Linked DNA regions of Mus musculus: region 2 is linked to region 1. Evidence: chromatin contacts called from public Hi-C data. All regions are on one chromosome and are shown on one strand. The core of a region is the stretch at or near the end of the contact, and the rest is flanking DNA. Distances in the headings are between cores, read along the strand shown.

Evidence for each region. Hi-C and Micro-C count contacts between places; a contact is called where the count stands out from the background.
Region 2: a contact with region 1 is called in a Hi-C map of bone marrow-derived macrophages, with 19 read pairs. The contact joins two enhancer-like sites. A contact is called at or near these places in 1 of 484 Hi-C or Micro-C datasets (bone marrow-derived macrophages), 1 of 115 datasets of contacts at active chromatin or transcription factors (embryonic stem cells) and 1 of 9 other capture datasets (embryonic stem cells).

Annotation. Positions count from the first base shown.
Region 1 is chr7:82,690,162-82,692,861 of GRCm38.p6, reverse strand. It overlaps Efl1 (elongation factor like GTPase 1), which reads right to left. Exons shown (of 20, transcript NM_175317.3): 13 at 248-399; 14 at 1-32. Among named protein-coding and RNA genes, the nearest start is that of Efl1, 43 kb to the right of the region's middle. Within about 2 kb of position 1,266, at least 95 of the 459 cell types and tissues checked have an H3K27ac peak or open chromatin away from gene starts, as enhancers often do. A contact at or near this core is called in bone marrow-derived macrophages, where this site is marked.
Region 2 is chr7:83,059,723-83,062,422 of GRCm38.p6, reverse strand. No RefSeq gene overlaps it. Among named protein-coding and RNA genes, the nearest start is that of Gm36817, 24 kb to the right of the region's middle. Within about 2 kb of position 1,397, at least 61 of the 459 cell types and tissues checked have an H3K27ac peak or open chromatin away from gene starts, as enhancers often do. A contact at or near this core is called in bone marrow-derived macrophages, where this site is marked.

The DNA.
Region 1 (2,700 bases), core at 17-2,516:
GCGGCTTACACTTGCCACATCTGGTTCATCACCTGCCAGGCACAAAAAGATATTCAGTGCCACAAATGCTTACTTCAACCAAGTAACTGTTCCTATGTACTGAAGAAATAGTGAACATGAATATCTGGTCTGATAATAGAAACAATATTGATAAAAACAATGACAAAGTGAAAATATGAGGGACAATGTACCAAGTTAAGCAAAAATGTCAAATAGTTTCCACTAAGACCTTTTAGGAATGCTGTACCTCTTGGCTCATCTTCATGGGGACTTGTTTCAAGGGCACCTCCATCCTGGGTGGGTCCCTGGGATGTTTGCCCCTGGGCTGCTGCAAGCTTCTCTGCGTGCCTCTGTCTTGCCCGTTCCCGTCTCTGGGCCATTTCTTCTTGAGTGAGAGGCCTACAGGATATGTTATGATGTTATAATATATTATGATGATCACAGTATTTTATGATGTGGCAGCATCAAACACCTCTCATCTCTCTTTTGAAAACAAGTGCTCATATGACTGTAGAAGTGATGACCAGTACCAAGTACCCCACTGAGGCTTATCCAATTTCTCTCCAGCAAAAACTGTAGTGAAAGAAGGCTCTCCGGCCCACTACGTCCCCAATGGCTTGGAGCTTATGAACTGGTGCACAAGTGCCCATGGCCCCAAGTACCACCAAGTGCAGTTACACAAAGCCTTCCACAGAGTCAGTGTTTCTTCTGGTAGAGGCCAACAAGGAGAAGGAAGAGGATGGTTAACAGGCACCAAGGCTCAAAACACCCTGGAGAGTATGCAAACAGCCACTATGAAATGAGGTTTTCTTTTTAGTTCAAAAGTGTGTCATATTATTCCATTAGCAATAATGGAATAATGGTTTGTTTCTTTTTCCTTCATGAAAAGCGACTCTCATTTCTATCAGGACACAGAAAAGGTACTTAGAGACTGAGCATTTGGTTAGGAATCTGGGTTTGGAAGGCAGAAACCAGGCAAGGGAAGTGACCCAGGAGTCGTCTCCCTTTAAGCAGGCATTCCCATGAATACTCCCCACTCCCTGCACGTTTAACCCCAGCACTGAGTAGCAGCAGTCCTGGCCCTGGAGTTGGTAGACCGTGGCATACCCACCACTGTATTGGCTGAACATCCAGACGCTCAAGCATAAGCTTGAGCAACAGGGGCAGAGCTGCACTACACTGTCTGCCTCCCTCCACACTGTCTCTTGCCTTTGACATTACACTTTCTATTTCACTCTGTAAACCATACTGTGAAACCAGCCTCAGTCTCATCTCCCACACTGCCTTGCTTCCTTCCTCTTTCTCTTACAGCTCCAGAGGCTACAGATAGGCTACACTGTGCACATAGATAGGTACTGGGCACAGGCACGGTTGGCCTGTCTTCTAAGGAGCCACATGCTCCTGGAGCTAATGATATCCTACCTCAGACTGTTCACTGCTGTGCTCTTCAGGATCCTGCCAGCTAGATGGAAACTCGTGCTATCTATCTTCCAGACCCAGGATCTGGGCCTCTGAGCCAGACCCCGCTCACTATAGGTAGTCAAAGTGAGAGACCTCAGATCACTGGCCAGAGACTGACCATCCCTGCAGGAAATGGCTCCTCTTCATGGGAACCTCTAAACGCCTGTAAAGACAGGATGCACACTGCTTCCTTACAACGGTAAGCTACAGATGCTGTTCTGCCTTCTGCAGCAGTGTCTGATTTGTCCACTTCCTGCCTCCTTCTTTGCCATCATCAACAGCCATATCTTCCACTCCTGCTCTTCTGGCCCAAGCTACATACTTCCTCTGCAAGTTTATTTGACTCAGTCTTTTGCTAAAAGAATGCCCAAGAATAAAATCCGTGATTGGCAGTACACATGTGTAATCCCAATGCCAGGGAAATGGAAGACAGAGGAATCCCAGCCTAGCCTAATTGCCGAGCTCCAGATCAGTGAGAGATCTGTCTTTAAAACAAAAACAAGGTGGACAACATCTGAGGAATGACACAGATAAAAGCTTAACTGATAAATACACACACACACACACACACACGCTCATACTCATACACACACACAAGTATATGAAAGTATGAACTGAAACACAAATGCAGAACACAGTATTCACTGTTACTATCACTTAAGAGTCGAGGAGTCTGGAGAGAACTGCTCTCCCTAATGGGCTCATCATTGGTCTGTCCTCCGTGCTTACCACTGTACATGTAGTACAGCACAGTAACCATCACAGCAGTTAAGGGACGCACACTGTACATCACCACTTCACACACAGGAAGACAGAGACTTAGGAAGCTTAAGAAAGTTGACTCAAAGTTTAATGGATACTATATGAGCCACAATTCAAGTGTAATTTGTTGGGTCCAAACTCCACAGTCACCATCTTCCAGTCAGTAAAAATTAAAAATCACCATCTTAAGAAAAAGAAATTTAATTTTAGCTTTGGTTAAAAAAAGAAATATAATTTTATTAAATACTAAAGCCCAAGTTCATGGCATGGCACAGAATCACCATTAAGTTGATATTGGTACTGTACCCCCATAGTCTTGGAACTCAGTAGACTGCCAAGTTTGAGGCTAGGAGGTTGTTTGCTTGTTTGTTGTTTGTTTGTTGTTTGTTTTGGACAACTTAATACAAGCCAGGGTCATCTGTGAAGAGGAAATCCCAATTAAGAAAATGCCTGTAGGTGAGTCTCTGAACACCTTCT
Region 2 (2,700 bases), core at 148-2,647, 370 kb before region 1:
TCTTGCAGGTTCTTTTCAAAGTACCCACAGTCCTTGGGTTCAGTCTCCTGCCCCTCAACACTGCAAATGTGTATGTGTGTGCATGTGCATTTACTTGCACTCTGGTGGAAAGGATTATTAACCAAACCATTGTTAAACAGCCAAAATATAGACTGCATGCTTCTTCCTCTTTCTACTTCCCCTAACACAGAGCCGTAGCCTGTGGCAAAGTCTCCCCACACTAATCCACAAACATCATAAAACGACACCCTACTTGTTCCAAGGCATGCACAACAAATTTCAGAAGGATCCGAAGAAGGTCTCGCAGTTACTTACAGATTGCCCACCACACTATCATGTGCCTGGTGCCACCTTATTCCTGTCTCCTGCAACATCAGTCAGTATCTGTTGCATGACCCCAGGAACTCATTCAGCAAATAGGACTGCCTGAGGAAGAATGGTCTCGCCATTGGTTCTCCATTCTTGTGACTGTTCATGGCCAATGTCTTGCAGTTTTTACTAAACCAGCAGTTTTGAGGCTTACCAATGGCCTTGCACATTTACTGTAGTGCTTAGATATGATTACAGTTAGGCCTGGGCTAGGAGACAAATCCAAGGGAAAATACAGCAGATTTGGCTCAGAACAGCCCTTCCTCCCTGGTGACTCAGTGTTTGCAATTTAGCCAAGATTATTTTCTTTCTTTCTCTCAATCTGATTCTCTTCTATTACAGTGGATGCCTTCTGGGGGAGATGGAGGCTGGACGACACAACTACGGACAATCATGTTGTTACTTTTCTGAGTAGTTCTGAAGCCCGAGGACTGGACAGCTGCGCTTGCCTGGCTCATTCATGATCATTATCATCAACAACTTTTTGTTTTAAAATTAGGCTCCAAAGAGCCTATTTTAATGAATTGTTTAGGGTTGCAGTCGTGGTCTGAAGGTATTTAAAATACCTCTTGTGGGAAGAACAAATGTTTCTGAAACCCAAAATAGACAAATTGCACTGGCCTACTTTATACCAAGTCCTAACAAGGCACCAAGGATGAAAAACTTCCCCGTTTCCTTCCAGTCTTCACCAGAAATAGGAAAGTGTTGAAGTTTGCTTTGCAGTGTTCAGCCAGTCAAGGGACGACTTTCTTGAATTGTCACCTAGGGCAGCTGGCACCCAGGGCAGCTCCAAATTTTCTACACCCCACCCCCATCCCCTGCAAAGAAGGGGTAGGAGGAGACTGTAAATGATCTTTGTGCTCAAAGCTTATAAATTTACCATTGGGGAAAAAAAAGAAAAAAAATGTATCTTTGTGGGTAGGATCAATGGGTTTCCTAATGAAAAGCACGTTGCACTGCCTACCCCTAACGAGATCCCTGGGAGAGCTGGGAGCAGCCGGCCTGAGGTCTGCACAGCTTTCAAACCTAACTGCTTCCAGGTGCCCAAGGATAAGACTTGAGCTAGGCTAGTGTTCTTTTCAACCTTCTGCGGAGCTGTCTTTGTTCCTATGAGTGTAAAGTTTCCCCTCATTCCCCTTTTTATGACCACAGGTTTCTGGGTTGCCTAACACCCAATACAAGAGCACCAAAGGGCTTCGTTTCATTGTTTTGCTGGGTTTTATTGACTACATGTTTTATTCAGCTCATGCTTGCTGGGAAGAGAGGCAGTAACAGCTTACTTACACCACTCCAGTGTCTCCTTTTCTCAAGTGCCCAGCAGACTTTCATTACATCCACATGTAGATGAGAAGAGGAGGAGGAGGAGCAGGAGGAGGAGGGAGGAAGAGGAAGAAGAAGGCGAAAGGAAAGAGGAAGAAGGGGGAGGGGAAGGGGAAGAAATAGAAGGAGCAGGGTCCTTGATAAAAGTGTCAAAGCATGACCCTGTTCCTTCCTAGAGGGATCCTTGAATGTCAAGGGCTTTGCAAAGAGCAGCGATTTGTTCCCGCTGTGGGCCTGGAAGTAATGCCCCACCCCTCATTCCACACCCCTACTCCCACTCCTCACCCCATCTCTTCCTCTTTGGAGAGACTCCAAGGAAAATTTCTTATTTGCAAACTGAGGCCTCAGGAAAGTGCTTCATGATGTAGCAAGCCTCAAGGTATTCATCCAGCCTGCCAGTTTAATGGCTGACACCTCAGCAAAGACAGTATCTGGGTCTGATCTGGCAGGCCTCAGTTCATTTGTCAGAAACTGTAGAAGCTGGAGCTTCAAATCAGAGAGACTTCGGATCAAATCCCAGCTCCAGTCTCTCCTTGGTACTGTGAACAAGTTTCTTTTTTGTTTGTTTAATTGTTTGTTTTGTTTTTTTGTTTTTGTTTTTGTTTTTTTGTTTTTGAGACAGGGTTTCTCTGTATAGCCCTGGCTGTTCCAGAACTCACTTTGTAGACCAGGCTGCCCTCGAACTCAGAAATCTGCCTGCCTCTGTCTCCTGAGTGCTAGGATTTTAATCCTTTAGGCATGTGCCACCACTCCCAGCGTAAACAAGTCTCTTAATTTATCTGAGTTTCCATTTTCTGGGCCATACATAAACTGGGAAGGAAGGCACTGGCTGGATGGTTGCTGTGAATCTACTACAAGATCATCACAGAATAGTATAAGGATGCTTAGACGCACACCAGTTGGTAGCATGCTACATTTGTTTACATATTTGTCCTAATTACATTCCTATTGTTGTGATAAACACTGTGACCAAAAACAATTTGTGGAGGGGTAGGTATTTCAGCTTACAAT